6 separate regions of the Sus scrofa genome follow, and regions 2, 3, 4, 5 and 6 are each linked to region 1. Evidence: chromatin contacts called from public HiChIP or PLAC-seq data. All regions are on one chromosome and are shown on one strand. The core of a region is the stretch at or near the end of the contact, and the rest is flanking DNA. Distances in the headings are between cores, read along the strand shown. Region 1 overlaps FGGY (FGGY carbohydrate kinase domain-containing protein). Region 2 has its middle 120 kb from the start of JUN. Region 3 has its middle 180 kb from the start of JUN. Region 4 overlaps LOC102165506 (a long non-coding RNA gene). Region 5 overlaps LOC102165506 (a long non-coding RNA gene). Region 6 overlaps LOC102165506 (a long non-coding RNA gene).

What was found. HiChIP or PLAC-seq counts read pairs in DNA pulled down with a chosen protein or histone mark.
Region 2: a contact with region 1 is called in an H3K27ac HiChIP or PLAC-seq map of alveolar macrophages. The contact joins two enhancer-like sites. A contact is called at or near these places in 1 of 47 Hi-C or Micro-C datasets (skeletal muscle) and 2 of 2 datasets of contacts at active chromatin or transcription factors (alveolar macrophages and skeletal muscle).
Region 3: an H3K27ac HiChIP or PLAC-seq map of alveolar macrophages shows a contact between it and region 1. The contact joins two enhancer-like sites. A contact is called at or near these places in 2 of 2 datasets of contacts at active chromatin or transcription factors (alveolar macrophages and skeletal muscle).
Region 4: an H3K27ac HiChIP or PLAC-seq map of alveolar macrophages shows a contact between it and region 1. The contact joins two enhancer-like sites. A contact is called at or near these places in 2 of 2 datasets of contacts at active chromatin or transcription factors (alveolar macrophages and skeletal muscle).
Region 5: an H3K27ac HiChIP or PLAC-seq map of alveolar macrophages shows a contact between it and region 1. The contact joins two enhancer-like sites. A contact is called at or near these places in 2 of 2 datasets of contacts at active chromatin or transcription factors (alveolar macrophages and skeletal muscle).
Region 6: an H3K27ac HiChIP or PLAC-seq map of alveolar macrophages shows a contact between it and region 1. The contact joins two enhancer-like sites. A contact is called at or near these places in 1 of 47 Hi-C or Micro-C datasets (embryonic fibroblasts) and 2 of 2 datasets of contacts at active chromatin or transcription factors (alveolar macrophages and skeletal muscle).

Annotation. Positions count from the first base shown.
Region 1 is chr6:152,765,573-152,770,677 of Sscrofa11.1, forward strand. All of the region lies in intron 14 of FGGY (FGGY carbohydrate kinase domain-containing protein), which reads right to left. Among named protein-coding and RNA genes, the nearest start is that of HOOK1, 59 kb to the left of the region's middle. Within about 2 kb of position 3,074, at least 14 of the 83 cell types and tissues checked have an H3K27ac peak or open chromatin away from gene starts, as enhancers often do. A contact at or near this core is called in alveolar macrophages, where this site is marked.
Region 2 is chr6:153,560,002-153,565,106 of Sscrofa11.1, forward strand. No RefSeq gene overlaps it. Among named protein-coding and RNA genes, the nearest start is that of JUN, 120 kb to the right of the region's middle. Within about 2 kb of position 2,425, at least 76 of the 83 cell types and tissues checked have an H3K27ac peak or open chromatin away from gene starts, as enhancers often do. A contact at or near this core is called in alveolar macrophages, where this site is marked.
Region 3 is chr6:153,502,768-153,507,872 of Sscrofa11.1, forward strand. No RefSeq gene overlaps it. Among named protein-coding and RNA genes, the nearest start is that of JUN, 180 kb to the right of the region's middle. Within about 2 kb of position 2,689, at least 23 of the 83 cell types and tissues checked have an H3K27ac peak or open chromatin away from gene starts, as enhancers often do. A contact at or near this core is called in alveolar macrophages, where this site is marked.
Region 4 is chr6:153,371,211-153,376,315 of Sscrofa11.1, forward strand. The region is part of intron 3 of LOC102165506 (a long non-coding RNA gene); the gene reads left to right. Among named protein-coding and RNA genes, the nearest start is that of FGGY, 160 kb to the left of the region's middle. Within about 2 kb of position 3,196, at least 1 of the 83 cell types and tissues checked has an H3K27ac peak or open chromatin away from gene starts, as enhancers often do. A contact at or near this core is called in alveolar macrophages, where this site is marked.
Region 5 is chr6:153,354,219-153,359,323 of Sscrofa11.1, forward strand. All of the region lies in intron 3 of LOC102165506 (a long non-coding RNA gene), which reads left to right. Among named protein-coding and RNA genes, the nearest start is that of FGGY, 140 kb to the left of the region's middle. Within about 2 kb of position 1,918, at least 2 of the 83 cell types and tissues checked have an H3K27ac peak or open chromatin away from gene starts, as enhancers often do. A contact at or near this core is called in alveolar macrophages, where this site is marked.
Region 6 is chr6:153,332,418-153,337,522 of Sscrofa11.1, forward strand. The region is part of intron 3 of LOC102165506 (a long non-coding RNA gene); the gene reads left to right. Among named protein-coding and RNA genes, the nearest start is that of FGGY, 120 kb to the left of the region's middle. Within about 2 kb of position 2,989, at least 39 of the 83 cell types and tissues checked have an H3K27ac peak or open chromatin away from gene starts, as enhancers often do. A contact at or near this core is called in alveolar macrophages, where this site is marked.

The sequences.
Region 1 (5,105 bases), core at 1,824-4,323:
CTTGTCCTTCCATCCATCACAGCATTTATCACATGGCACCACAATTTTTTTGTTAGCACATCAGCCGCTCCAACTACACTGAGCTCCTCGAGGCAGGAACTGTTATAATTATTTCCATTGCCAAACTCAGCATCTGGCGTATGGTAAGCACTCAGTGAATGTCTATGGGATGAATGAACTTAAGGATCATACACGTGAAAGAATGCTAAAATGAAAGTTTTGGCTGAGATCTAAAGATGACAGATATAAGATACCAAAGTGAGTTGGAAATAGACCACCCTGAAGAATTTGTAAAAAGAGTAGTGGAGGATCCATTAACTCTTAAACCTTTCATCTACATGGAAGGTCAGAAAAAGATGGATTTTTAGGAAGAGCTGTGTGTTTATCAAGCCTCAGAACTCTTTGCAAGGGATTATATGAGGAGTCTTCCCTTCACGAATCAAGAGAGCATGGCTTCCCTGAGACGCACAGGGATCTGGATAGACTGAGTCTCCTGTCTGTAGAAGCAGCTCTGGCTTCAGTGTAGACGTGAAGGATTGTGATCAGCCAGCACTGCCAGAGTCTATCTGACTTAAAAGGCATGACTGTTTCCCATGAATGCAAGGTTGCCCACAGGTGAGAGTGCATCATGGGTTGTCTTAGATCCCATCCAAGATGCCCACCTAGGGAGGCAGAGGGAGTCTACAAAAAGAAGCCTGAGACAACCTATGGGATTTCTAAGGAATTAAAAAAGTAAGCAATTTACTAGACTAAAAGGTGTGGACCAGGACAAGATAAACTTAAGTGAGAGGTGTCCATAAGTGGAAAAGTCTCAAAAAAGAAAGAAAGAAACTATGCTATGACAGAGTCTAGCTGTAAACACATAACTAAGAGGTCCTGGTCTAAACTAAGAGGGCATGAAGTCCATTTATGGCAGCGCTGATCAAGATAAGAACTTTCCGAAAAGATACATGTTCATTGCAGCACTATATACAATAGCCAAGACATGGAAGTAACCTAAATGTCCATTGACAGAGGCGTGGATAAAGAAGATGTGGTACACATACATGATGGAATATTACTCCGCCATTAAAAGGAAAGAAAGAATGGCATTTGCAGCAACATGGATGGACCCAGAAATTATCATGCTAAGTGAAGTTAGTCAGACAGTGAGACACCAACATCATATGCTATCACTTTCATGGGGAATCTAAAAAAGGACACAGTGAACTTCTTTGCAGAACAGATGCTGACTCACAGACTTTGAAAAACTTATGGTTTCCAAATAAGACAGGTTGGGGGTGGGGAGATGTGTTGGGGATTTGGGATAGAAATGTTATAAAATTGGGTTGTACAACTATAAATGTAATAAAATTCATTAAAAAAAGAACTTTCCTACACTGCTAAGCTCTCTTCCCTCACACCCTCCAACCACATCAGAAGAACAAGAAGAAAGCTAATATACTGGAGAGAAAGTGAATGAGGAAAAAAGAAGAATCTGATCACAGCCATCTCCTTCCTGACATGTACAGATAGCATCCTTGGCTCAAGGAGTAAGGAGTTGTCTTATCTTTAGATGAGAAGTGATGACTATTATATATTTCTTGATACTCTAATGTCTGGATTTTGGTTAGGTATCACAACTTAAAGGGACCATAAAACTTGTATTATCTAAGTGGCTTTCTACTTATCTAAGAAAGTAACAGAATTATCAGAATTTTTAACCAGGGCAGAGAAAATGGACAGTGTATGTGAAAAATACAGTTGTTTCTCACAGACTCACAGACATAGAAGACAAACTTATAGTTACCAAAGGGGAAGGGAGGGAGGGATAAATTAGGAATTTGGCACTAGCTGATATGACTACTACATATAAAATAATAAACAAAAGGTCCTACTCTAGCACCAGGAACTATAACCAATATCTTGTAATAAACCATAATGGAAAAGAATATGAAAAAGGTTATGTATGTGTATGTACATACACACACACACATCCATATATAACCTAATATATGATGTATATAACTGAATCAGTTTGCTGAACACCAGAAACAGTAAATCAACTATATGTCAACAAATAAATAAGTAGAGCAAAACAACACAAACACAGTTGTTTTTCATTTCTACCTCAAAAACTGTGTTTGTGCTAAACCCAAGAAACACATGCATAGTAAACACTGGATGAAAATATATAAAATACTAACAGGTTCAAGAGCATGGGTGATGATTTTTCTCTTGCGAACTTGCTTTTCTGTATGTCTTCTTAACTTTCTAGAGTGGCATGTAGGGATTTGATCATTTTAAAGAAAATAAAACTATACTGCACTCTTAAAAAAAAAAAGTTATGCTTCTACAAGCAGCCAGAATGACTTGTGCTCACTTTTGTCTCTCTTGGGAGGCAGGGCTCATTAAGGGTATTTGACACAATGTGGAGAATGCCCAGAGAATCAGTGCTGTCATCAGAAATAGCACTGCTGAGTTTTCCCATTTCTCCAAATAATTAACATAAAACTGAAACCTCATGAACCCACGGGCTGCAGTAAATCTGGAAATTACCACAGCATAACAATATGAATTTATTATGGAAATGCTGACAGTGCTAAATATAGTCACCTCCACAATATATTTCTGTTAAAAGAGTGTATTTGAAGTTGGCCTCAAAATTCATACTTTTTGTCAGCAGGCTGGAGCCGGACAATCTGGATTTGCGGCACGCTACCCTCTTTGTTTGGGAGTCTAGACAGCACAACGAATACAGGGGCTCTTCTCTTTCCTTTTTGCCCACACAATGAAAGCTTTTGAAAACAAAATATTTGGTAAAATTGCATTTTAATCACTTCTTTTCTTTCTCTCTATAAGGCCGAGCTATAAATAAACCATGAAAGTTCACATTTGATCGTCACTTCTGAAAGCAAGTGCAAGGGTTTCTGTAGGGAAAAAATAGGAGCCCTGTACCAAGGCCATGAAAGACCGCATTCATGGGAGCTGACCCTTCGCTGGTGTGTCAAGGCTGAGATACCCGTCTGCACAGGCTGCTCACCACTTCCCTGGGAGCAGAGCCGGCCGTCATCAGGCTGTGTGGGCACAGGGAACTCCCAGTTCTCACGGGTTACGGCCTGGCTTGGGAGCCAGCCAAGGGCTTCCGGCTACACTGAGTGAGCTACCCAGGGAAGTTAGGTTTAAGAAAGGTAGGGGCTCTTCAGCCCCCTTGCAGAAGATGGGGATTCCATGAGTGGCAGACACACAAACGCGGGAAATCTGGGAAGCATGGGACCTGATACCTTTTCCCCTGCGCAGGGGAAGGGGAACAACGGCCTTAAGACTTGGGAAGGTTGGAGTTCCCATTGTTGCTCAGTGGGTTAAGAACCCAACTAGTATCTATGAGGATGTGGGTTTGATCCCTGGCCTTGTTCAGTGGGTTAAGGATCCGGCGTTGCCCAAGTTGCTATATAGGTCACAGATGTGGCTCGGATCTGGCATTGCTGTGGCTGTGGTTGTAGGTCTCAGCTACAGCTCTAATCTGACCCCTAGGCCAGGAACTTCCATATGCCTTAGGTGTGGTCCTAAAAAAAAAAAAAAAAAAAAAAAAAAAAAAAAAAGACTTTGGGAAGGCTATAGGTAGTCTAGAGCCAGGAATCAAAGGACACTGCAAACTTGGCAGTGTGCAGCGTCATGGTCTATCAGGAAGAATAACCAGAACCTGGCCTGGGGAGAGCTATTCCATGAACTCCCTGAAGGTAGTAAGCATGCCAGTGTAGGTCTCATGCCCAACATGGTCCTATCACTTACAGGGGCTTGGTTAATGTTTGCTGAGCTGCTGAATGAAAGGGTGATGACTTTCATGACAGAGGTTATGGAAGATCATCGAATGGTGTTTCTAAAATGGTAAACATTCACTCCAGGGAGTGCTGAAGTGGTTGGTTAGGATTCCAGAAAAACATACTGGAAGTGCCGTTTATAAGACGTGTAGTCTAAAGAAATGAATTCAACTTTACCAGCACTTAATACGCAGATTGTCACCAGCACCACCCGTTGGTCCCTCATCAGACAGTCATGAGTGAGTAAGACACGTGAAATCTCCCAAGGTAAGAGTGAGAGCCTTACATCATGGGGGCATGACAGCATGCCCTCCAGTCTATGTCCCCAGCTTCCAGGGGTTTGCTACCCATCGTCATCTACATGTTCCAGGGTGGGAGTGTATAGGGGCTATCTAATTTTATTTAAACAAACTCTCACAAAATGGGCAAGCAACTGAGAAAGACTTGGCCAAAGGACTAAAGGCAATGGTCACGGTGCAGATTCAAGTAAACAAAAAGGAAAAATGATGACACTTTTCCCTGGTATTAGCTTTTCACAGTATAAGGTAAAAACAAAGACGGCTTAGACTATGACAAGAATTGAGACAAAAATTAAAATGATCAAGAATACTGTTTGAGATATAAATACAGTGGCACATACAAAATCATTTAGAAATAATAAAAAAAATCATTCAAAACTCACCTGGCCTTAGATTGTGGATCTTTAGACACTGTCTAATGTTAGTATAATAACATCATGATGAGCAAATATTTGAAATCTTTTATTTCAGCTATATTTATAATATAGATAACCTATAAGCCCAATAAAACATGTGTATGCCTCTTCATAAATACATTTCCACATATTGAGGATGCAAGCTCAAAATTTTTATAACTGATGGGGTATGATCAGAAAAACAAAGCATTCATTGTCCCAGCAGCCAATTCCGTGGCAGTTGCTAGGTTACCGGTTCAAGCCAACATTTCCCAGGTGCTTGCTCTGTGCTGTGCGCTGCACTAATCGCTTTATGGACGTGACTCTTGAAATTCTCAAAACGACTTTATGACACAGATATCATCACCTCTTCCCCCTTCATGGACCAAGAAGTGAACTGAGAGAGTATAAAGAATTTGCCCAAGGTCAAAAATGCAGAAAAGCCAGAATTTAGAGCCCCTTCTGACTCCAGGCCTTTGCTTAGCCCTGCGCTCAGACCCTACACACTTCCCCCCTACAATGCAAAAAGCCTGATGCTTGCGTCCTCTGGGCTTGAGTTCAAATCCCACTTCTGCTGCTCATTAGCTGTGTGATCTCCTTGGCTAAGAATG
Region 2 (5,105 bases), core at 1,175-3,674, 790 kb after region 1:
AAGACTTCCCTGGGGGGAATTTATAACCTTCCTTCTCTTAACCCTCTACCCAAACCATGTCTGCCTTTGTTTTTTCTTTTCTTTTCCTTTTATGGCCGCACCCATGGCATATGGAAGTTCCCAGGCTAGGGTTAAATCATAGCTGCAGCTGCTGGCCTATGTCACATCTATGACCTACACATCTATGACCTACACCATGGCTTTGCAGTCACACTGGATCCTTAACCCACTGAGCAAAGCCAGGGATCAAACCCACATCCTCAGAGACTACGTAGGGTCCTTAACATGCTGAGTCACAATGGAAATTCCTTATGTCTGCCTTGAGTCTAAGTCTAAAGTCATGAAGCGAATGTAAAAATGACAGCTTTACCCTTTCCAGCTATTCAAGATGCTTTATAATGGACAGGCTTGAATGCTAATAGCTTCCTTGTCTCAGAGGGTATTGAACAGCAGGCTCTAGGAAGGATTCTTGTCGGCAGCAGGGAACTGGAGTCTGACAAACAAGGACTCTACTCCCTGTCCAACTACTTCCAACCTCTAAGCCTCTGTTTTCTTAGCTGTAAAATAGGGATCACAGTAATCCTTCTTTATGGGGTTCTTGAGAAAAATAAACAGGACCACAATGGGACATTGCCGAATGCCTGGCCTTAGTACATGCTCAGTAAAAGCTGGCTATAATCAAGGTTAGCGCCATCACCTACCAGCGGTTGAGGTTTGTGCTTCCAGTGGTGAGCTGGTCCTTTATTTCTGGGTATGACCTCTAACTTAGAACACACTCAAGTAAAAGTCCTACAGGCAAGGGACCGGTCATTAATACCATTGAATATTACCCTTCAAAGTCCATCTACCTATAGGAGCCAAACTTCTCTTTTGGCAGAAAAATAACTTCCGAGAGAGGAAGAGATAGGTCCAAGTCCACACATTAAATTAAGAGACAGGTTCAGAACCAGATCTTGGGTCCCTTGACACTGACCCATGCTCAGTGACAGTCTTTTTACGTTTCACTTTCTGTTAACAAGGAAAATTCAGGACTTTAGCAATTTGTCTTCATTCATTGGACACCTATCACTCAAGAGATTCACAGTAGGGTATCTAGATCTATATTGATCTAGATCTAAATGTCCATTCAATGCAACAGCAAGTCCACACAAGACGCATTTTTTTTTTTTTGGGCCATGCCCAGAGTATGGGAAACTTTCTGGGCTAGGGGTCAAACCCTTGCCACAGCAGTGACTTGAACCAGTGATAAGGCCAGATCCTTAACCACTAGGCCACCAGGGAACTCCCATGAGGCTGTTTTTAGTGTTAATTTCCATTTTACAGATAAGGGGCATGAGGCAGAGAGAACTTAAGTTTCTTACTCAAGCCCACAGCCAACAAGTAGTAAAGCCACGATTTGAGCCAGGGTTTGAGCCCAGGCAGTTGGGCTCCTAAGTCTGTACTTAACAACAACAGCGTACAGACCTTCCCAACATGCAAAAAAGTGTACAGTGTCTGCCTCTGAGAAGCACACTCCCTGGAGAAGAGAGACAGCCCACAAGGGTGTGTAGTCACATGCTACCCGCACCAGGAGAACAAAAGAGGGAGCGTTTGTTCTACTAGGGGAGGAGAGAGAGAATTAAGAAAGCAGCCTGAAGGAGGTGACTTTTATCATTTCCAGAGTTTTCCTTTGTTGAGGTGGGGAAGTTTGAGGTAGCTAAGGCTTAGGGAATATCATCACAGAGCTCCGGAGGCCAGGATACCAGGTATGAACAGTGTGTGACATGGCCTAGTTACTTAACTTCCAGGGGCCTCAGCTTCCTCACCTGTATAATGGGGATAATAACACCTGCCTTGTGAAGCTGTTTGAATACTAAATGAGATCATGTGCTCGCGACCCAGTGTTATTCCAATCTTTATTTACCTCTCATAAAACTATTTCCCTCAGTAAAAAATTTTAATTGAGCCCATTTTTTTTACACCCATGCTCCCAGTTGCATTAGTAATAATAATCCTAAGTGTCATTATTAGTCATTTGTAGTAACAATATAATTAATAATAATGTTAATTGGCATTGATTGAGGGCACTAAATACTTAATATGTATAATCTGTATCTATCTAATCGACTCCACAGAACCTATCTTAGAGATAGGTAGCATTATCCCCATTTTAGAGATGAGAATAATAAGGCTCAGAGAGATGAAGAAATTTACACGAAGGTCTCCTGGATAGGAAGTGGCAGAACTAGTATTCAGACCCGAGTCTGTCTGGCCCGAAAAATGTCCGACAGAGAATGCCCTGGGTTTGGAGTTCACGCCGGCCTTGGCCATGTCCCTCAGCCTCTTTCTCAGAAAGAAAACAAACATTCTAAGCGTTCTGCGTACACGTTGGAACAGGAACGCCCTGGAGAGGCAGGCTGAAGCAGGAAGATCTGTCCTTATTTGGAGGGTGGGGTTGGGGCCGTCCCTCAGCCTTGTCACCCAGCCTGGAGGTCCCGGCCAGAGCCGGACTGGAACTGGCACCGAGGTCGTCTTGGCGGGTCAGCGTGTGCCTTCTCCGGCTTCGGGTGGCTCTGGGCAGCCAGGGGCGACCGGCCCCCCGCAGGGACTGTCTGCCTGCCAGGGAGGCCGCTTGCTGGTGACCCAGCCCGTCCCCACGTGGGTGGCTCCCAGGCAGCAGCGAGTTAATCTGCTATCTGTTGGGAAGGCTTCCAGAACCCTCCTCCCAGCCCGTGTTTGCTCAGGGCTGGGCTCTTCAGAAACTGAAACCAGCGGGGCGCCAGGCCCCGCCAGCTCTCATGGGATCCTGCCTGGGTTTACCTTCTATGGGGAGGCCCGCGAGGGCTGGGCGGAGCGCGGTGTGCAGCCAGGCAGGGCCGGCGACGTGGCGACCGGGATCCCTCCCCTCCTCCCAGGAGTCACCCCGCCCCCACCCCGGGACCTGCTCCAGGCCCGGGGGGAAGCACGTGGGCTAACCAGCCACCAGGGGTGGCTGGAATCCTGGCCCAGCCCTGCACCCTCTGAGACATTGAATGCACCACTAAACCTCAGGAGTTTGGCTTTCTTTCACTATAAAATGGGGGTAAATAATACCTAGCCGCCAGAATCAGTAGCATCTGTACCTTAGTACCTCTGATCCAAAAGAAGGAGTTCCCCTCATGGCTCAGTGGATACGAATCTGACTAGCATCCATGAGAACACAGGTTTGATCCCTGGCCTTAGTGGGTTAAGGATTCTGGGTTGCAGTGAGCTGGGGTGTAGGTAGCAGCGCAGCTCGGATCTGGCGTTGCTGTGACAGTGGCATAGGCTGGCAGCTGTAGCTCAGATTCAACCCCTAGCTTGGGAACCTCCATATGCCATGGGTGCAGCCCTAGAAAGACAAAAAAAAAAACAAAAACAAACAAAAAAACCTCTACATATGGTCACTGTACTGGTGTGCTTATTATCAGTATGGCTGTTGGGTTGGGCAGCCTGCCTTGTGAGGTGGTAAGCTCCCATTACTCAAAGTGTCAAGCACAAGCTGAGTGAGATGGGGACAAAAAAGGAAAAATTAGGACAGAAAGGGACCCGTACTTGCCAGAGCCAGGTACTACTGACTTGGTCATCTCAGAATCACCTGGGAAGCTCACTCCATCTCAGATCCACTGAATCAAAACCCCTGGTGGCAAGTGTTTTAAAAGTACAGCTTTGCTTTCTTTTTAAAACCACTGATCTAGACCAATAATCCCAACATTGTTCCTCTTCAAAAGACCCTTATGTTCTTCCCTCCTACCCCATTGATTGCACAGTGGGAAAGATTTTATTGACCAAACTAGATTGGTTAACTCGCAATTAATTTATTTGCTTTCTACATAAATTATTAACCAAAGACCCAGAGTTCATCCAACAAATAGTCGTTCATTCAACAAATTTATTTGCTAAGCAACTGCTTGTGCCAGGCACTGTGCTGCGTACTGGGGGACAGTATGGGAGCTCTGTCCTCAGGGGCTCTCCAGTCTGGTGTGGGATGTAGACAGGGAATGAGAATTCAGATACTTGGCCCTGAAGCCAAGAGAATGTCACTGAACATGACACCCAGAAGCCTCACAGCGACCAGATAGAGTTCCAGTCAAAGGCAAAGAAAGTTGATGCACCATTTCTCTTTATGGCCTCGTTATACAGAAAGTTGGATGGCCCTCTCTGACACACACACACACACCTGCACTCATAAAAACACCTACATACACATATAATGTACAATGGCATTATTACTTTTACGGATTCCATAAAGTCCAGGACCCTTAGATCACGAACATCTAAGGCCTTATGAAGAAAAGAAGACCTTTTGGACCTAATTCCTACTTATGTGGCCAGTCTCCTTACCTGCCATGCACCCCTGAACACTCAGAGCAGAGTGGCTGAGAGTATGGGCTCAGAAGCAAGACTGCCTGGGGTTGAATTCCAACTAGATTCCTTACTAGCCATCTGGAGTTATCATGGGCCAGTTACTGTGTGATCCTAGGCACACAGGCAAGATCTCTATGTGCCCGGGTTTCCTCTTTGGTAAAGTGGTCCAAACAGAAGTACCTGCCTCACAGAGTGGTGGGAATTATAAACAGGGCCCTGAAAGCAGGTGCTGGGCACTCACTATCTGAGCTGTTACCATACTATATCACGGGTTGCCTTTGATGCTCTCTCTGCCTAAACAACCCCACCCTTTCTCTACCTGGAGAGCATATAGTTATTGATGTGATGTCTCCTCTCTAGAGCTTTCCTTGCTTTACTTCACTAAGCAATTGGATACTTTTTCCTCTAAGTCCCCAGAGCTCTTTTTATAGACTTCTTAGGTGCCTCTCATCCTGCAATCATGTTTCTAATTGTGGTTTAGGTGTTTCCCTTCCTTGCTGGATGATGAGTTCTTGAAGAGCAGGGGCCATATTTTATACATCTTTTCATCTCTAGGGACATGACAGTCTCTGGGACAAAATAAGCTCTTGCCATTACCTGTTGAATTAATGAATGGGCAGATGATGGATGGATGCATGGATGGATGGATAGATGGGCAAAGCGACTTGCCCAGGAGCACAGATTTCAAATGGATCTGCATATAGTTTATGTGGGGAAATTACTTTTCTGAGCTTTTAGTT
Region 3 (5,105 bases), core at 1,439-3,938, 740 kb after region 1:
AAGTCATGCCTATCTTGTTAACATTTTCATTTTCAGTTGAGACCCAGACAAGTCAGAGAAGAAACAGGCTTATCAGATGCCTTCTTTCAATGGGCAGAGCAAGTGACATGTGCTGGTAGTAAGAAAAACAGACACTGTTCTGCCCCATGGAGTTGAGATTCTAGGGCAGAGTCAAAATCAAGTGTGGTCCACTGGTAATTCGAATACACCTCCTTATCGCATTGACTACCTCACCGGTGAATTTATGTCAGGACTTGCTTGGGCTTCCCACCTGCCAGAAGGAGAGGAGACCCCCTCCCCTGCCCCCAACCATCCAAGTGTGGAATCATGCCACAGTGTCACAGGGGCTCTGACTAGATGTTTGGGTGAGGTCCTATCATGGGCAGTAAACAGAGGGGACCAGTTATTCAGGGGACTAGGGAAACCAGGGGGAGTTTTGAAAGATGAGTGGGTACTCACAGACAGCCAAAGATGAAGGAAGGGAAGTACAGACAAAGGTCCCTCATGAACAAAGACCTGGAGGTGAGAACGAGGAACAAGAAGAAGTTCAGTCACGATTAAGGCTCAGGATCTGAGGGGTAGAGCAGGTATGAAGGGTTTCCCAACATTTACTGAGGATCTGAATTATGCTCAACTCTGTCTCTTACGTGGCTTTATGTGGTCCTCACCACCTCTCCGAGTTGCGTAGTTATCCCCATTTCACAGATGTGGAAACTGAGGCTCATGGTGGTGGAGTAAGAATTGCCAAAGGTCACAAAATTGAATTGGCATCTCAAACCTAGATCTGTCAGACAGCAGAATCCATGCAATAGCTACTCTGTGTTGTCACTTTCAGTATGAGCCCACCTTTATACTTTCAGCAAATATCATTGAGCCCTGATAGGTGTCAGGCACTGTTCTAGTCTAGGGATACAGCAGCCAACCAGACAAGGCCCCTAAATGAGCTTCCACTCAAATGGTGGGAGAAAGGGGTGTGGGGAGGAGGCAGCAGAATAAATGTCCGTGGTAATTTTGGATGAACTAAGTGCTATAAAAAAAAATAAAATAATGGGAATGCAAGTGGCTGTTGGTTGGAGTGGAGAGGCTGGAGGGAGGGCAAACTTTCCCTAGGGTGGTTGGGGAAAGCTTTCTCAGGACGTGACATTAAAGTAAGACCTGAATGATAAAAAGAAGGCAAACAGGCAAAAATGGAGAGATCTGGGGATATGTGCTGCAATCAGAAAGAAGTGCAAAGGTCCTGGGGTGGGCACCAGCATTTATGTGTTCAAGGGACAGAAAGCAGGCCAGTGTGGCTAGAACAGAGGAAGCCAAAGATATACATAATAGGAGATGAGGTCAGGAGGATAGAGAAGAGCCAGTTTGTGTGGTTCAGAGAATATAGTTAGTCCTTCATGAAGAAGACTTAAAGGACAGAATGTGGAACAAGGCAGGGGTTTTACCACCATGAGTTAGAAGGGTGGTTTTCCTTGGGGAGTCAGCCTGGAGCAAAGGTAATATCCCCACCGTACCTCATCCCCGACTGTGTGGCCATGGGCAAGTGACTTACCTTCTCTGGACTTCAGCCTCCTTCTATATAAAGAGGAGGTTATACTACTCTTTATATAGAGCTGGAGTGAGGCTAGATACCAAGCACTGGCCCATCCCCATGTCCCTGTTAGAGAGTTAATAGAAAATTCCCCAGGGCTCCGTGGGGCATCCAGCATGCTCTTGAAACTAGTCATTAGAAGGACCTAGGCAATCACTTGCTTAATAAACAGATCACCTGTCCACCCAAACAGCGGCAGTTCTCTCTAAGCAGTACCCCCCAGAGTCTGTACACTTAAAACTAGTGGGTGGGTTCTGCAGTGGAGCTGGTTTAGAGGCAGTCTTTGAATATCCCAAAACAAGATTCCACACTTGGATGTGATTTCTAAAAATAGCCTCATGTTGTCGAGAGTAGTGCTTCTCAAACTTTCTGTGTATGCAAATCACTTGAGATCTGGTTAAAAGGCAGCTTCTGTTTCAGTAGGTCTAGGATGGGGCCTGAGAAACTGCTTTTCTTACAAGTTCCCAGAGGATGCAGGTCCATGGACCACACTTTAAGTAGCAAGGACCTAGAGCCAAGTGTCTTCCACAGCCCCGACAATGTTGAATCTGCCAGAGAAAGCAGCAGCCTGCTTCTAGTAATTTATTATTGAATTCTTTAGACAAAATAAATGTTCATAGAGTGGGTCCTATGCCCTAGGCACTAGGAAGCAAGGAGGATTTCAGTGGGACATGAGGCAGGGATTGCCCTCTCAGAATAGGTATCCTAGTAGCAGATAGCCAAATAAGCGAGTAAATAGGAAAGCCTGAGTGCCAGGCCTGAGTGTCCAGGGTGTTAAGGGAGCATAGAGCTGGAGAGGGTCAGAGAAGACCTTGTGAATGAGGGGACATTTAGGCAGAGAGAGCTAACTCTGAGAAGTCAGGGGTGGGGGTGTTAAGCAAGCAAAGGGAACAGCTTTGCCGAGAGCAAGGCTACCCAGAGAGAGAGAAGCACAACCTTGATTCAAATAGGGTCTGTCTGATCCAAGATTTGCTCTTGCTCGTATCTTCCATGCCACATGAATCAAGTCTTGCAAAAGAGAAGCTGCCACCTGTCCCTCCCCAGCGATGTCAGAACAGCTGGCCCCAGAGTGGAAAGATATCCGGGGAACAGAGGCCAAGGCATCACCTGACAGGCATGGCAATTACGAAATCTGCCTCTGCACCAAACACGTTGCACCATCAACACTGTCCAGGCTTTGCTTCAAGTGTCCTTCCTCCCGAAGACTCGTGACTGGGAAGTGAGATCACCCTCCAATCGCTGCTAAGAATAGCTCTTACTTTTTTTTTTAACCACAATGAACTTTGAAACTAGGGTGGTGGTGGCCAGTCACATCAGCTGGTTATCCCTTGGTTGAAGTTCACCAGAAAGCAAAAGTCCAGTGACCTGGGGGTTCCAGGATTCTATAAGGTGAAAGAAGACAGAAATTCACCTGAAACAAGCACCCTTTACATGGCAGAGAGGATACACACCTTCTTTCAAGTAAGAAGAGGTGGCTCAGAGAAACATGGTATGAAACTCTGAATGCATGTGACTTTGGGCAAGTCACATACCTCCGTCAATCTCAGTTTTCTCCTCCATTTAATTGGGGCTGAACATCTATCTACCTTACCTACCTTACAAACACAACATTCATAAAATACTTAGCTCAGTGACCAGTATATTGTAAGCACTCAGTATGTAAGAAGGAAAGAGATTCAGAAAAGTTAAGTGATTTCTCTAGTTTCCAAAGCAGTTAAGCGTAACTCAAATTTGAAATTAAGTCTCCTTGTGAAGCCCAGGACCTTTCTCCAATTTTCCCTTCTCTCCTTATGTTAGAATTTTACACTTTTCATTTGACTTTGTAGGGCTTCCCATTAGACTGAGCAAATACATTCTCCTGTCCAGTGATATTGGGCTTTATCATGGGCAAAGGAATGATGGGCAAAAGGGGGAAATGACGGCATGGCAGTTCTGGGCTGAAATTTTAAGAGGTATTACCTGTTTCATTACATTTTTGTCTGCTTACTTGCTCATTTACCATGCAAGGAGTAACCAGAGGCTACCTTTCACCCTAGCTCACAGGATGAGACAAATGCAACAGACCCACACCTGACCCACAGCCCCAGTTAAGCTGAAGCTGGAACCCAAGCTACCCAGCCAACCCACAAACCCAAGAGTGAGAAGAAAAAAATTTTTTATTTTATTTTATTTTTATTTTTTGCTTTTTTAGGGTCACCCCCATGGCATATGGAAGTTCCCAGGCTAGGGGTTGAATCAGAGCTATAGGTGCCAGCCTACACAGCCACAGCAACGTGGGATCTGAGCAGTGTCTGTGACCTACGCCACAGCTCAGGACAATGCCAGATCCTTAACCCACTGAGTGAGGCCAGGGATTGAACCCGTATCTTCATGGATCCTAATCAGGTTTGTTAACCACTGAGCCATAAAAGGAACTCCCAAGAAAAAATTCTTATAGTTGTAAGTGACTGAGTCTTGGGTGGCTTGTTACCTAGCATTATTGCAGCAATAGCTGACTCATACACCTCCATGAATGAATACAGCCAAGCCAGGGCCCCTCCACTTTTGTCTGCCTGTGAGAACCTGCTAGACCCCCTCTCCACCGTCCTTTGGGTCCCAGCTACACTTAACTGAGAGACCTTGTCTCCAACGGTATTCTGAGATCTTTACTTGTGCACGTTTCTTTTTCTTATTTTGGACACTGAGCTGCTTTGGGGTAGGGAACTGCCTTTTGCATCCCCAGACCTCCAGCGCCGAGCACAGTGCCTGGTACAAAATAGGCTGTCAGTAAATATGAGCTGACTTTTAACTAAACTAAATGGAGTGGCCCCAAATATCATCAAGGGCTAAAGTATTTTAAAGTACTCTTTCTACATTGTTTTTAAAAAGGGTCTTGAGGCTAAATACATAAATAATAAAGAGATACACTTTGAAAAATACGTCTACATAAACACATATGTAGGCAAACAAACTTATGCCAAACACAACTGGGAGCTTTCTGCAGACTAGTCTCCCATTTAAGGCCTGTAATTTCCCTCTTGGCCGACACTGGCTTTGGCTTGGACTGTGTTTCACAGACTCCTGGCAGGCAGCCTGCTGGGTTTGTGTTTAGATTTTTTTTTTCCTTTCATCAGGCCTGAAACTGAAGCCACAGACCTTTCTGAAACCTTCTCTTAGCTGTAGCTGTCATGCTTCAGGTCACCTGCTTATCCCTCCCAGGTCATGTGGATCCATAATGTGTCCAGAGGTCCAGGGACAAGCTGGCAAGCAGTGGAGTCCCTTCCAGAAGGAGACAAAGGAAGGCAGAGGAGGAACCAACGAGTCCGGAAAGTACGACCCAGACCAGGCCTCCACCCTCCCAGAGCCAACTGTATCTGATGGCCTAGCCTGCTGGCCAGCTTCTGGCATCAAAGAGGTAGGGACCCTGGAGGGGAACTGAGGCCCATGAAAACAAAACAAAATAAGCGAAGTTGTGCTGGTGACATGGGCGAAGCTTATATGCACCTAAGTCCTGGGGGAGCTCTAGGGTCAGACACAGGTC
Region 4 (5,105 bases), core at 1,946-4,445, 610 kb after region 1:
CCCTCCTGCACTTTTGGTGGGAATGTAAGCTGGTACAGCCACTATGGAGAGTAGTATGGAGGTACCTTAGAAAACTGTATGTAGAACTACCATATGATCCAGCAATCTCACTCTTGGGCATATATCTGGACAAAACTTTCCTTTAAAAAGACACATGCACCCGCATGTTCATTGCAGCACTATTCACAATAGCCAGGACATGGAAACAACCCAAATGTCCATCGACAGATGATTGGATTCGGAAGAGGTGGTATATATACACAATGGAATGCTACGTAGCCATAAAAAAGAATGACATAATGCCATTTGCAGCAACATGGATGGAACTAGAGACTCTCATCCTGAGTGAAGTAAGTCAGAAAGAGAAAGACAAATACCATATGATATCACTTGTATCTGGATTCTAATATACAGCACAAAGGAACCTTTCCACAGAAAGAAAAATCATGGACTTGGAGAATAGACTTGTGGTTGCCAAGGGGGAGGGGGAGGGAGTGGGGTGGTTGGGGAGCTTGGGGTTAACAGATGCAAACTATTACCTTTGGAATGGATTAGCAATGAGATCCTGCTGTGTAGCACTGGGAACTGTGTCTAGTCACTTATGATGGAACATGATAATGTGAGAAAATAGAATGTGTGCATGTATGTGTAACTGGGTCACCATTCTGTACAGTAGAAAAAAAATTGTATTGGGGAAATCATTAAAAAAATAAAATTAAATTTAAAAAAAAGAAATTAAATTCCTTGCCCAAGGTCAAAGAATGACAAAGTGTCAGGGCTGGGATTTGAACACCGATCTGTCTTGAGCCCCCATGTGCTCTCAACCCACCCTTCTTTGGCAGATGGGAGCAGTAATGGCACTAAAGAGACATGCCAGAGTGTGTTTTCCTAAGACACAGGATGCCAACACCCACCATTTGAATCAAACAACCCCAGATTTATGGACCATTTTATAAACATAGAGTACTATCTAGAAGCAACCCCAGAGGTCATCTCATCCAAAGACTTCAAAATCCCAACTCGGGGACCCTTTCATTTTCTAGAAATGTGTTTTGTTCATCCTTCATAGTGTTGATTGGTGCAGCGGTATGACAATTTTTGAATGACTTGCCAAAATGAAAAATTGCAGTACTTTGTAAGAAAACTAAGATTTATATCTTCTCTAGAAACGCTGGAGGATCTGGACCCATATCCGACTATGTAATGGTCAGTTGTACTCCACTGCCTATATCGCTCTATGAGTGTATTCTCAACACTCCCTACTGTCTTTTGCATCTGATCAACTTCACTCATTTCTATCCCCGTGACAGCCCATCAGATACAGGACACCAGGACCCAAGCCCTCTGAACTTCCTTTCCTCAGATGAACTCAGTGAGAGTGGTATCTTTGTCCACCCTTCAGGCTGGCTCCCTCTTCTGAAACCTTGCATTTATTCAGTTCCCTCTCAAACAATGGGTCTCTGAGAGAAGCAAATTCCCTGAGAGGTCTGGCCAGCACTCAGTACTGGGGGACATTTGACTCAAGACTTCCCTTGAGGTATTCTGAGCACTCCCATCAGAGGTCCCACTGTTGCACCAGCCTCACCAGATCAAGGAGGACTTCCATGCTGCTCTCCTTTGCTTCCTGGCAACCAGGAAGCCTGGTCTGTCCCGGGATACTTGTCTGCCCCAGGGTCCAAACTGGGCACTTGAGAAACCTTTTGCCTAAGGTTACCTGGTTCTCTAGCCATGAGGTCATGTTGTCTCTCTGGTGCTAGAAGTATCAGGGTTTGCTCTTGACCACACAGTCAAGCCTGTCTCGAGCAGATGTTGCCAGATCACAGCAACACTCAACTTGTCCACTGAGTTCCGAAGGGAAGGTGACACTAACCTTGTTTTCAACACCAGTTTATCTCATTAAATCTTCACAACTACTCTGTGAGGCAGGTGTTAGGATCCCCATTTTACAGAGAGGGAAACAGAGGCAGAGCAAGCTTACTATCTTGGCCAATGACATATCTAATTCCAAAGCTCCATGCTCTGTCTAGCAAGTATAATGGAAGAAGGAGCATAATGAACGCTCTGTGAGACAGGAGGAGACTCAGAAAAGGGGCGATGACTGAGAGGATCAGGGGGGCTCCATAGAGGAGTAAAGTGGAACAGAGCCTTGAAAATGGAGGGTCTTTATGGGACAAGGAAGAGCATAGACGGAGGCCACAGGAATACAGTCTCAGAGGTGGAAAATCTTGGGATATGACATTTAATCCACCTGGCCTGGGACATCTTTGCAGCAATTAAAAGTGAGGAAAGGTTAGATTATGGGGGTACCTTGACTGTCACGCAGGGGGGTTGGACCAAGAAGCACTGGGGAATCCTGGACAGAGTTTAATAGTGACTAGTCTTAATCCTGCACCCCAGAGACATATTCCTTCCCTCCTTTCCTTCTTCTGCCTCTTCCTCCCTCTGTTGTTGAGTTCTCTTACCATAGACGGGCTTTAGGGTGAGGGTTGAGGGAGGTAGCCTGAGATAGGAGAAAATCCCTAGGCTTTAGTGATTGATCACCCCTGGAGCAAACAGATTTGAGAATTATTCATGGAGAGGAGGGCCTTTGGCCTGAGACAGGAAAGACAGATGAGGTGTCAGCACTCAAGAGATGTGGGTAAAGGGCATCCCAACCCCAGGTGGAGAAGCCAGTGTAAACAAAGACGGGGCAGGAATTTAGCAGGGACATTTGGGGAAGAGGGACTAATTTACTCTTCCTAAAACGGAAATGTGAGTGGGAGGGAGGTGTGAAGGGGATATAAGGCAGGGATGGTTTGGGCAAGTGTCAAGCTAAGGAGCTCTTATCTAGTCTGAGGCACAGAGGGAGGCGAGGAAGGACTGGGAAGAAGGGAGTGATGCTGATGTCCTCGATAACAGTCTGCAGGATGGATGGAGGAGAGGCAAGGAGAGACCAGAGACAGATACCAAATAGAAAATTGGCCCAGCATTTCATCTGAGATGTGATGGGTGTATGAACTAGGATGGCGGCCCTGGGAACGTTGAGTTCTTTCTAGCTTGAGGATCAGGAATAGTGTCTCCTGGTCATAAACAGGACACATTCTTGTCATAATCATCATTGTCATTTTTGTTGTTGTTGCCCTCTTCCTCCCCTCCCCTCCCCTCCCCCCCTTCCCCTCTCCTCCTCCTCACCTCTTCCTCTTCCCCCCTCCTCCTTCTTCCTCCTATTCTCTTTGTCTTCCTCTTTCCTCCTTTTCTATGATTATTTACATCTTAATAATCCTACCAGACTTGCTTTCACAATCATTTTTTCATGTGGTTGTTTTTGGATTTTGACCTTTTTCAACTCTGTGAGAATTAGAATTGGATTCTGCCAGGAGTAAGAGAAACCCCCACATGGTAAAGCTTCTTTCTCTCTCTGGTCATGGTCACGTGGGCAGCACAGGGCTCGGGTAGCCACTCCCTGGTAAGCCGCTGTCTTACTGCTCTGCCATCCTCATGGCTTCCACCTCGTGATGCAGGGGGGTTGCGCAGGCTTGAATCATTAGATCCATTTGTCAGGCCAGAGAGTGGCACAAGAGGACACTTCCTGGAATTTGCCCACTCCAGTTCTATTTACTTCTTTTTTTTTCATATTTTTATTTTTATTTTATTTTTTTCTGCTTTTAAGGGCCGCACCCTTGCCATATGGAGGTTCTCAGGCTAGGGGTCGAATCGGAACTGTAGATGCAGGCTTATGCCACAGCCACAGCAATGTGGGATCCGAGCCACATCTGAGACCTACACCACAGCTCACAGCAACGCCAGATCCTTAACCCACTAAGGCCAGGGATCGAACCTGCATCCTCATGGATGCTATCAGATTCGTTAACCACTGAGCCAGGGCAGGAAGTCCTAAATTTTTTAAATTATAGTTGATTTACAATGTTCTGTTAATTTCTGCTATACAGCAAAGTGACCCAGTTTCATACATATATTCTTTTTCTCATATTATCTTCTATCATGTTCCATCACAAATGATTGGATCTAGTTCCCCAGGCTATACAGTAGGACCCCATTGCTTATCCACTACAAATGCAATAGTTTGCATCTACTAGCCCCAAATTCCTGATCTATCCAACTCCCACCCCCTCCCCCTTGGCAGTTCTGTTTACTTCCGATTAACTAGGCCTTGGCCACACTGCCAGATTTAGAGCTGGAGATACTGGGCAATGAAGGTTTTATTCTGGGTCACCATTTGCTGGAGTTGAGACCTATTCATGTGGCCAGGAGAGAGCTGCTCCCTGAGGGCCCATTCTGAGGCCCATGCAGAGAAAATCCATTGTGTCTCCTGTAACACTGGGCCCCAGCAAACGTGTCCTCACCACTGACTGAGTGGGTCTGTGCTGGATAATGGGGGGAGCAGGTAGTACTGAGCATGGTATCTGCCCTGCAGAGCCTGGCATTTTCACACACTGTGGGATCTCTGAGCTGGGAGGCATCTCAGGAGTGGCCTTCTCCAGTCTTCTCTTCTCCTCCATCCTAGATGCATCATCTTCAAGTCCTGCTTACTCCCCTCCAGACTGGGGGCTCCATCTGAGGCCCCTGACTCCACAAAGCACAGTGCTCCCTTCTCACACTGAATAATATTTGCCTCCCACTAACTTTGACCCAACAGCTCCGACTTGGTTAGGGAGCAGGTCTTCCTTATTCCTCATGCTACAGAAGAGTCCATTTGCTATGTGAAGACACTTTCATGGCTGTTTGTCCATCTGTTTGTCCTCCGCTTTCCCACCCATTTTCCTCTTTTCTAGAGCACATGCACCGTGTGGTGAAGCTGACACGCTTGGGTGTCTCCAGACCTGGCTCTGACACTCCCACGGAATAGCTGTATGACCTGGAGCAACTGATTCACACTTTCTGAGCCTTCCTTTCTCCATTGTAAAATGAGGCTGATGTTTCCCACCTCACGAGGTTATTGGGAGGCTTAAGCGAGCTAATGAATGCAAAGTGCGGGGCCTGACACCAAATATAGCAGTTATTATCATTGCTAACATCTTTATGATTAAAAGAATAAAACATCTCTGGCTTTCTTCCTTCTTAGGTAAATTGTACTGAGATATTAGGTAATAAAGTGAGAGAAACTT
Region 5 (5,105 bases), core at 668-3,167, 590 kb after region 1:
GATTGTTTATGTTGCCCATTTGCTACCTGTGGCATCCTTCCTTAGTGACTTAAAATTAATTTGGTCTGGAGGAGACAAAAAATATATACCCTGTTAAAACATTCTGTTTTCCAGCCTCCCTTGCACTTGGGGGTGGCCATGTGACATAAGCAGCCTAATCTCTGGGAAGTGAAATATAAGCAGGAATCTCTGGGAAGTGTACTTGGTTATGAGTAAGAAAGTTAAGCCTTCTGGGCAAAAGCCTTTCTTCTCCCCTTCTTCCTTCTTGCAATGGAAGTGCATTCTAAGGAATGAGGGGGGAGGGAATGGAGATTCTGCAGCCACCTTGGAGAGACGGAAGAGCTTACATCTCTAATGATGTTGTGGGGATGCTTTTCCTGGACTTCTCTTTGCTTAAGACAAATAGACTCTGGTTAGCTTAACCTTTCTTGGAAAAGTAGGAAGAATTTTAACTCCTGTGCCTTACTCATAAAACAGCATTAACCTGCCCACCCACCCCCCTCCCCACCACTACAAGGTGTGTCTCTAGTCTCTGCCCTTGCTCACCTCCAAAGCTGGGCATGTAACATCCTCTACTTGGACCCATCTCAGCTCAGATGAGATAACATATATAAAATCCCTAGCACAATACCTGGCACACAAACATAAAACGAGTGGGATTTAGGTGCCTCAGGTCAGAAGGTTTCAAAGTGGCCTCAGCAAATCAGAATCTTACTTTAACAAACAAGTGTGGGTGTAACTTTATAGGGTCTCATGACCTACAAGAAAAAAACAAAACTCAAACAGCTATAGCATGGCACTCAAGGTCCTAACTCCTTCCCCCAGCTCTGGGCAACTCTGAGTCCCTAGAGAATGTCTTTTTCCCCCGCTTCCATCTCACATAGAGTTTTCATCCCCTCTGCTTAGCGCTCATCTGATTGTAGCCATTGTGTTTGCCTTTCCCTCTGAAGATTAGGATTGCATCTCATTTATCTTTAATTTTTTGGTGAACCTGCAGAGTGCTGTGCTCAGTAAATTATGAATGAACAAATGAGTTTCCAGTCAGTGCCTAGGAGTCTGTTCACATGGAGGTTATAGTTTTTCCCTGAACATGGATGGCGTTTTCACGCCCCAGTAGTTTTCACATGCTATTCCTTTTGCTTAGAATTAATTCTCTTCCTCCCTTTTATGCCTATAAGACTCCTGCTTACCCACATATACTAACCCCTAATGTCACCTCTTCCAGTTTTCTCAGTTGCTTTCTCTGCTCTCTCTTAATGCACCTGATACTTAATTCTACTATGGTAGATAACTCGCTATTTATTATTATGTTCATTTGTCTACATGATTCTCTTCACTGCCAGTCTGTGATTTCTTAAAAACACCTAGTCTTTTTTTTTTTCTTCTGTCAATTGTATGCAACATAGGTCCTGACTTATAGTAGATATTGAGAATTTTGGTAAATTTATACAAAATTTTGGCTTTGAGTTGTTGTCCATCTTTGCCCCTGTAATGAGCTCCTAACAACAGGTATTGAGAAGGTAAATGGAAGGAAATGAATCTTTGTTTTGTATCCCCTGGGGACCAGGCATAATTATTGTCCATGTTGCTAGTATTTAAATTATCTGTATAAATTGAGGTAATGGTCCCTTCGTCACAGTCAAGGAGTTAGGACCTTGAGTGTCATGCCATAGCTGCTTGAGGTTTTTTTTTCCTTGTATGTCATGGGACCCCCTAAAGTTAAACCATACTTGTTTGTTTATGACTGACACACAATGCATCAGTGGTTCTAAGAATTGTGGGGGACCCCAGTGAACCTGTCTGTATTATGACCCTCCCCATCCCTCCCCCGATAATGACACAAGTCAGATTCTCTCTAACAGAAATAGGAAATTTGGCATAAATTGCTGAAGAGACTGGGAGTTGCTGGAGCTGAGTCACATTTGTGGCAGTCCTCCAGGGTGAAAGGCCACAAAGAATTTTGAGATACCAGAACTGCCTTGGGTTCTCCTATCTTGGTAGTTCAGCATTTCCTTTGATTCTCTGAGATACCCCCAACATCCTTCCAATAATTTTCCCCTTTTCTTAAGCTAGACAAAGTACAATTCAGAAGCTTATAAGTTAAAAAAAAAAATCATAACCAATACAGTCCAGATCCCAAAAGAATGTCCTGTTTGGTTTCTGAACTGGTTAAGGTTTGCATCAGTTTTCAGACAGAATACCCCAATATATGATTACAAGTTGATTTGTCTCTCAAAGGAATGTAGGCAACCAGAACTAATTGTCTGATCCTCCGGAATCCAGGCTCCCTCTATCATACTATTCTGCCAATCTCAGGATGTAACTTCTGGCTCGTGGACCAAGATGGCTGCTCAAACTCCAGTCATCATGTCATCAACCCAACCTATCAAAAAAGGAAGACATGTCCCTCCTTTTAAAGATGTGCCCCAAAGTTGAACACACTATGTCTGCTTCTATTCCACTGGCCAAAACGTAGTTACGTAGTTCTCATATGCCAGCTGTCTTCCATTTGCTCCTGTAGACTCACTGCCTGCTCCTCTTCATCTTTCTTTACCGTGGGAAGCTGGACCGTGCAGACCTCATCAGTGGGAAATGGTAACCTGTGCCTTCTGTGGTTCTAGCTTGGACAATAGGGACTCTAGCAGGAAATCAAAAAAAAAAAAAAAAGTGAAATCAGGTATTTATTTCTGTGGATCCCTCCCTTCAAGGTTGCATTGGGCTGGCTCTGTCCCTCAACTGAGAGTTACTGATTCTTGATGAATGATTGATTTTACCTGCCTCTCTTTTTTTCTAGGTTCTGGTAACTGTTCCCTCTCTTCATCCCATTAGGCCCTGAGGGAAGTAACAGCCTAGCTACTCTGAGCACTGGATTATTGCACTATACTTAAAGTTCTTCCACATCCAATTCTTAGTAAATTGCCCCTTTGTAAATAAACCCTCGTTGGCTTATTCCATTTTGAGTGTGTCATCTGTTTTCTGTTGGAACTTTGATACACCTACCTAACTACATTCAGGTGCTCACCTAATAATGGAAGGTCCTATTACCAAAAAAGGAGAGGAGAACCCAGATCATGGAACAGCTAGCAGTCTTTGCCATGATCCCATCAGTCTTTCTTGATCAGTCCTTCGTCTCACTTTTTGTAGGTTGAACCTCTGTCCTTCAGTCTTGATACCTATAATGCAGGGAAATCATCATCTTTCTTACCCAATAAAAGGTTATAAGAATTTACAGAGATACCTCTATATATGGGAGAGTTATAATTATTAATAAGGTATACTTACCCAAGGAGCATAGTAAAATCAACACATATTTAGTGAATGTATGAATGAAAGGATAAAGCTATGTTTTTAATTTTTTCAAGTGGAAAATTGGCATGTTGTACCACCTGAAGCCTAACTCTCTTCTAGTGCTGATCTCCAAGTATTATTCTGTCAGGTCTGTGTCATGATTTTCGATGAGTCATAGATAGAATATGGAAGAACTCTTGAGCTGGAGACATAAGGTTTGGAGCAGATTGAGGAATGATACAAACCCAAATGGTACTCAACCTGGTAATTCAGGCAGAACCAGAAGAGTAGTCAGGAGTATCGGCTTATACAGATTCTGACTGTTAGAAAGGCAAGAGATGGGAGGCAGCTTAGCAGACAGGAAATAATCTCAAACACCCAGAGGAAGTACATAGGCCAGGGCAACTAGAAGGGTGGACTCCCACACATGGCAAAACAATAGTTAATCTGGACAGAAACAAAAAATCTGCCGTCCCTTAATAGAATACTTGAGTCATCCTAGTCACACCCCAGGTGCTGTCTACGATTCCTTCCTTGCTTCCTTACTCCAACCAGTCTTCAGGCTCAGTTGATTATACCTTCTAAGTTCCTCCCATTCCTGTCTTTATCCTGGCTCTCATTTCCAATAACAACTCAAGCCCAAATCTTCTTTTGCCTGAATTAATACTACATCTTCCTGATGGGTCATTATTTCCCCCATATGGGCCAGTTTTCTAAACTGCAGCCCATGATATTCTTCTAAAACACAAATCAGATCATGTTATTCACCTGGATGAACTATTCAGTAGTTCCTCAGTTTTCCTAGAATAGAATTAAAATGTTCAATAAGACCTTATATTACACAGCTCCTACATCTCTTTTTAGCCTCATCTCAACCCACTCCTCCTCGTCCTACCTGACACTTCAGCCACTCTGAAAGACTTGTAGTTCCCTGAAGAAACTGAATAGGCTTTTGCATGTGTGTGCTTTACCTCCAGCTCCTCCCACTTCTTTTAGCTGATGCATTCTTACTCATCCATCAGGACTCCACTCATAAGCCACTATCTCCTTTAGTCCATCTTGCCACCCCCACCCTCACTCAGTTTGGAATAGGTATCCCTCCTTTGTGTTTTCATAACCCCTGGGTTTATTTCTACTGTATTACGTATCGTGATGTATTGTTATTTCCATGATACTTGTCTATTTCTCCCTGTTCTATGAGTTTTTAAAGAACAAAGATTAAATCTCATTCATCATGGTCTCCTTGGTGCCTAGCACAAACAATGACAAAGATGGTGCTCAAAACATGCTTGTAGAGGAAATGAATGAGGGGACAAGGCCAGTTCCGTGTGGAGTGGGATTCAGTGGGATTACCCTTTCCCAGTCTTTGACACCATACTTCCTTTAATGCAGACTAGGATGGCTTTGACATTTTAGACATCACTCTTTGTATATGTTGTTTCGTTTGGCTATTGTAATATGAATATCCCTGCTCCCAGTCTTGAGTTTTCCTCTTTTCTCTACTGTACAAAGTGTGATAGCTGAGCTTCCATTTCAGGCCATGATGGAGTGACAGGATCCAGACATATTTTCCCATCATAAACAATAAAAAAACTGGAAAAAAAATTATGAAACAACTGTTTTAAGACATTGAACAACAGACAATATAGTACTGTGAGTCCCAGGAAAAGGGAAAAGGGGAAATTAGTGAGGTAAGCCCTTGACCTTCTGCCTAGAATCACTTTCTGGATCTCATTGCAGAGAAGGGAATCCTAAGCAGAGCACAGGAGATCTGGGAGGCTGAGGTAGCTCAAAATTGTGGAGCAGAGTTTCAAAGA
Region 6 (5,105 bases), core at 1,739-4,238, 570 kb after region 1:
TTTGAACATCTCTAAACATGGAACCTGACATCATTGTCTTCTAGGATTATGATTATCTAATATTAGAATTAAAATACTTAATCATAACTCCAAGCATTCTTTTTTATTCATTTATTCATTCATGTAATACACTTACATTGGATATTCATCTACTTGTGCCAGACACAAGGTCCTGAAGGTAAAGCAGTGAAAAAGGCAGCCACGGTCCTTTCTTCTCATGGAGCTTTCAGTGTAGCAGAGAGAGGAAAGCAGGAAATAAGAGTTATACCACAATCAGTTTATTACCATTGCAGTAAGTGGTATAATGATAGCTAGCACTTTACTTGAACTTACTTTGTGCCAGAAATAGAATAATTTGCCTATAACTATGGAGTTTAATTCATTTAATTCTCACAGGCCAATGGGGGAAGTGAAGGAATCAGTGAAGGCTTCCTGAAGGAAGTGTCAGCTATTCTGGAAACAGGGGGAGTTAGTTATGTTGAGGAGGGGAAGGGTCGGGAAGGAGTACTTCCTAGGGTGGTGATGTCCAAGAAGCCACTAGCCTCAGGAAGCTAGAGAGTACTTGAAATGCAGCTAAGCTGAACCGAGGTGTGCCACAAGTGTGAAGTAGGTCCTGGGTTTCAGAGACTCGGGATAGAAAACAATAAGGTATAATATCTCATTGATTTTTGTACTGATTACTTGTTGACAAGATGCTATTTTGGATATAGTGGATGAAATCAAATTCATTATTAAAACTCATTGTGTCAGTTTCTTTTTACTTGTCTTAATGTGGCCACTAGAAAACTTCAAATGACATGTGTAGCTCACGTATTGTGATTGGATGGTGTGGCTGTAGGAGGCTGGGGAGCCTCAGGGAGCAGTCACATGGGGGAACTAGAGCCTGGGGGAGGCATGGAGAACGAGGGGAGAAGAGAAAGGAGGGTGCTGAAGCAAATGCTAAACTGCTAACCTTCTATCCTGCAGGTTAGAAAGAGAAATTACAACCTTTGAAAGCCCCATCTGACATGGTGGGGGCTGGCTGATTTAAGGAAAGTTGCCTCTTTCCACAAACCAATTCCAACTGTGATCCAGATGAATGCTGTCTTAAGCTCAGTATTGTAGACAGGAGAGGCAAGAACAGTCAGGACAAAAAAAGTAAATAAAAATGGAGGAAGAGTTCCCCTTGAAGCTCAGTGGGTTAAGAACTCATGAGAATGTGGGTTTGACCCCTGGCCCTACTCAGTGGGTGTTGCTGAGAGCTGTGGTATAGGTCACAGACGTGACTTGGATCTGGCATTGCTGTGGGTGTGGCATAGGTGGGCAGCTGCAGCACCGATTCAACCCTTAACCTGGGAACCTCTTATATGCCGTGGGTGTGGCCCTAAAAAGAAAAAGAAAGAGAAAGAGAAAGAAAGAAAAGGAAGTATAATTTAGGGCAAAAGTCAAGCCCCTCTGAATGGCCTGCCCAGCCTTATAACATCTTCCTGCCTGCCTCTGACCTCTGCCCTCGTCTCCTACTCAGTTCTTCCCACACCCCACCTCCACCCTGGTTACACTGATCTCTTCCGGGAGGCCTCAGACACACCAGGCATGCTCCTGCCTCAGGACCTTTGCACTGGCAGTTCCCTTTACCTGAAAGTTCTGTCAGCTAGCTACCTAAATTCCTGATTCAAATGTCATCTTCCCAACAAGCTCTACTTTGACCATCTTGTTTATAACTGCACCCACTCAGCCTTCCCACTGTAGTGCAGTGGGTTAAGAATCCAACTGTATCAGCTCAGATTCAATCCCCAGCCTGGAAACTTCCATATGCCATGGGTGTGACCATAAAATCTAAAAATATAAAAATTAAAAAAATTTAAAATAAGAATACTGCACCCACTGGCACTCCCTTACCTTACTCACATTTTTCCTTAGTTATTACCTTCTAACGTACTCAATAATTTACTCTTTCCCATGTTTCTTGTTAATCTCCCTACTGAAAAGCATTCTCCCTAAGATATTAATCTCAAATTTGTTTCCTGCAATATCCCCAACACCCAGAAAGTGCCTGGCATAAACAGCTGCTCAATTAACTTTTTTTTTTTTTTTTTTGAATGATGAGTGTCAGTGGCACTACTTAGGGCACCACTGGTTGATGAATGAATAGGCGTCCTCCTTGTACACTCTTCTCTCCTGAAGAAAGGGCTTTTTTCTTCCTTTTCTGGAGCCAAACCTATTAACCTGGTTTTTAACTACTCAGGGTTCTGCCCTGTTCTGGATCCCACACAGAGGCCTCCCAGGAGACTAGAGTAAGCCACTAACGCTGGTGACAGCCTCTAGAGCTGGGAGTTGAGTTTCCCCTTGTCCTCTTGGCTTTGCCCAAATGCAGGTCCCCTCTCTTCCACCTGTTTGCTTAGCTGCCAAGGGTTCCAGGCTCATTGGGAAGGTGAACAGGTATTTTGTGGATTAAGGAGGAAAATGAGGGAGACAATTGTCCCATACAGGACGGTGGTTCTCAAGGGCTGGTCCCCAGACCAAATGCATCAACTTCACCGGGAAACTTATTAGAAATGCATAGTCTCAGGCCCCACCCGAAACTCACTGAATCAGAACAGGGGTGGCAGTGGATCAGGCAACAATGGATTTAACAATAATTAAATCACGGACTTAATTTAATCGTTCCATTAAATTAATGAGCAAAGCTGCCTGGTGATTCTGAGGCATTCAAGTGTGAGAACCCCTAGGCTGGGGGAGGGGAGGGACTTTGTTAGAGCCTTGATGGCAGGGAGGGACTTAAAAGGTCAGACCAGAGGACAGGTCCCCGGGGTCCCTGCGTCAGAGGCCGCGCGGGGTGGTCTGACCTGGGAAGTTAAAGGCCAGCGTTCCCAGGTCCTCCACCCCCACCCCAGGAAAGTCCCCTCCGCGAGGCCGTGACCTTCCTCCAGCCACATGTCCCACTTATGGCTGCCTGGGGCGGGCGAGCGGGCGGGTGAGCGGACGGGCGGAGGCGCTGCGCTCTGGGTGCGCACCCGCAGCCCATCTGCTGCGCCCTCGCTGGTGGGGCCGGGGCGCCCGGCTCCGCTAGCAAGGTCCGCCCACCCCCTGCCCAGGCCGCCGGTCGCCCTCTCTCTGCCTCTGGTTGTCCTGTCTGTCTTTGTTGGAGCTCTGTCGCTGATTTTCTCTCTTCATCTCTGCCTCTCCCCTGCCGGAATTTTTCTCCCTGCCCCCTTTTCCTTTTTCATTCACATCCAGGCTTTTTTTAGCAAAGAGTTACCGAGCGCCCACGATGTGCCTGCCTAGTCCTAGGCTCTGGGCTGTGAGCGGTGAAAACAAGTGAACCTGCCAGCAGGGGGGCTTCCTGGGTCTTTGATCCCTTTCTACCACTTCCATCCTCCTCTGCTCCCTCCCCACCCCCACCTCTCTCTGCCCTCCCTGCATTGGCGGTTCTTCCCTCTACCTCTCTTTGTTCTGTCTTTTCTTCTGGAAGGTCTCATGGTAGGATAAAACAGCCTACTTTTGTCTGACTGCTAGAGAGTTGCAGTTAATATGTCAATCTTACCTTGAAGAATGACCCTAGTTTCAACTGTTAGCAGCTATGGACACTTTGACCAAAATTAGTTTATTAACCTAATAAATAATAAACGCAGATGACTGGACCCTATGAAGTCACCTGGCTGAGAGAAACTAGTGTTTACCTACCTTGGCCTCTGTGCTAGACACTCATGTATTCAAGAAAATGTATGCATGCATCCCATGATTAATTGAGGACCTAGTGTGTGCTGGATGTCTTTCAAGGAGAACACTGTCCCAGAGGAGGTGTTCTTCACAGCGCTCTGAAGAAGTTAAAACAATGACGCAGAAGGACTGCCCAGTACCGCAGTTAACCCTTTCAGTCTCCCTTCTAGGGGAACAAGACTATACAACAATTCGATAGATATGAAAACTGAGGCCGGGAAACCATGCAGCTTGTCCAAGTACCTGCAACTGGTGAGTTGTATGGCCAAGATTTAACCCTCATTTTGACTCCCAAGCTGGTTGCCATTAACCTACAAGGCCAGCTTAGAGGCAAGGCTGCTGTAGAGAAAAGAGAGGTGAGGAAGGAGGAGTGGGATGGCTCTAGAGTGGAAACTTGAGGATTCAACGAAGCATTGGGTGATGCTGTGTGTTACTGATGAAGTTCCATGACCTCTCTGGGCCCTCCTCATAGGTTTAATGGAGAGCTCTGTTGCCTACAAAAGGCCTTCTTCAGGTGTAACCTATAGGTTGGCGTGTAGGCTCTGGCGCCAGACTGGCTGGGCTGGAAACCTGCTTCTACTACTGACTTGCTATGTAATATTGGACAAGGCACTTAAGCTCTCTGGGCTTCAATTTTCTCATCTGAAAGATTGCTGTAATGATGACTACCTCCCTGGGCAGATGACAGAGTGAATGGTTTCTGTTAAGGGTTAGATATTAGGGTATCCAGTATAAAGAGAGCACCCAGAGAATGTTAGCTGGTTCTTCCATTATCCCAGCTCTGTCCTGCAGACTTCTCTGCCAAGGCCAGGTTCATGTTGCCCTGCAAGCCAGGCCTATCTTGTGCCTGACTCCTGCCCAGTCTAAGTCCTTTTTTGTCCAGAGCAATGAAAGTCACGATCTCTCTTCCTGACTGTAAAGGAACCAGGGATATCCTGGGAGTCTGGGAACTCGGCAGATTTGCAGTCAGGGCCTTTTAGCTGCTCACCCACAAAGGGGAGAGTTTTGTACAGAATGCTTAGAAACTTTGCATCATCCAATGTCCCAGCTTTCACAGAGGTTTTATGAAAAGCTCAAAGCATTTTTTTCTTTAGTTCAGGTGGGCTAGACAAGAGTCCACAGTATGCATGATATTAAAGAGAAGAGATTTGCGTGGTGGTGGGTTGGTCATTCTAGTGGAGAGACCTTTACTGTTTTGAGTTTCAGTTTTCTTTACGTTAAACTGAGCTTAACAGCAGCCTCTATCTCATAGCACATGTGTGGAAATGAAATTTAAAAATTACACGTAAGCATTGAACACAGTGGCTGGCACATAATAATCATAGGATAGATATTGGCTGCTATGATATTACCAGACCTTGTGGATTTTGTACTTTGGCATTAGAAAGACTTAACGTTTGAGTCCT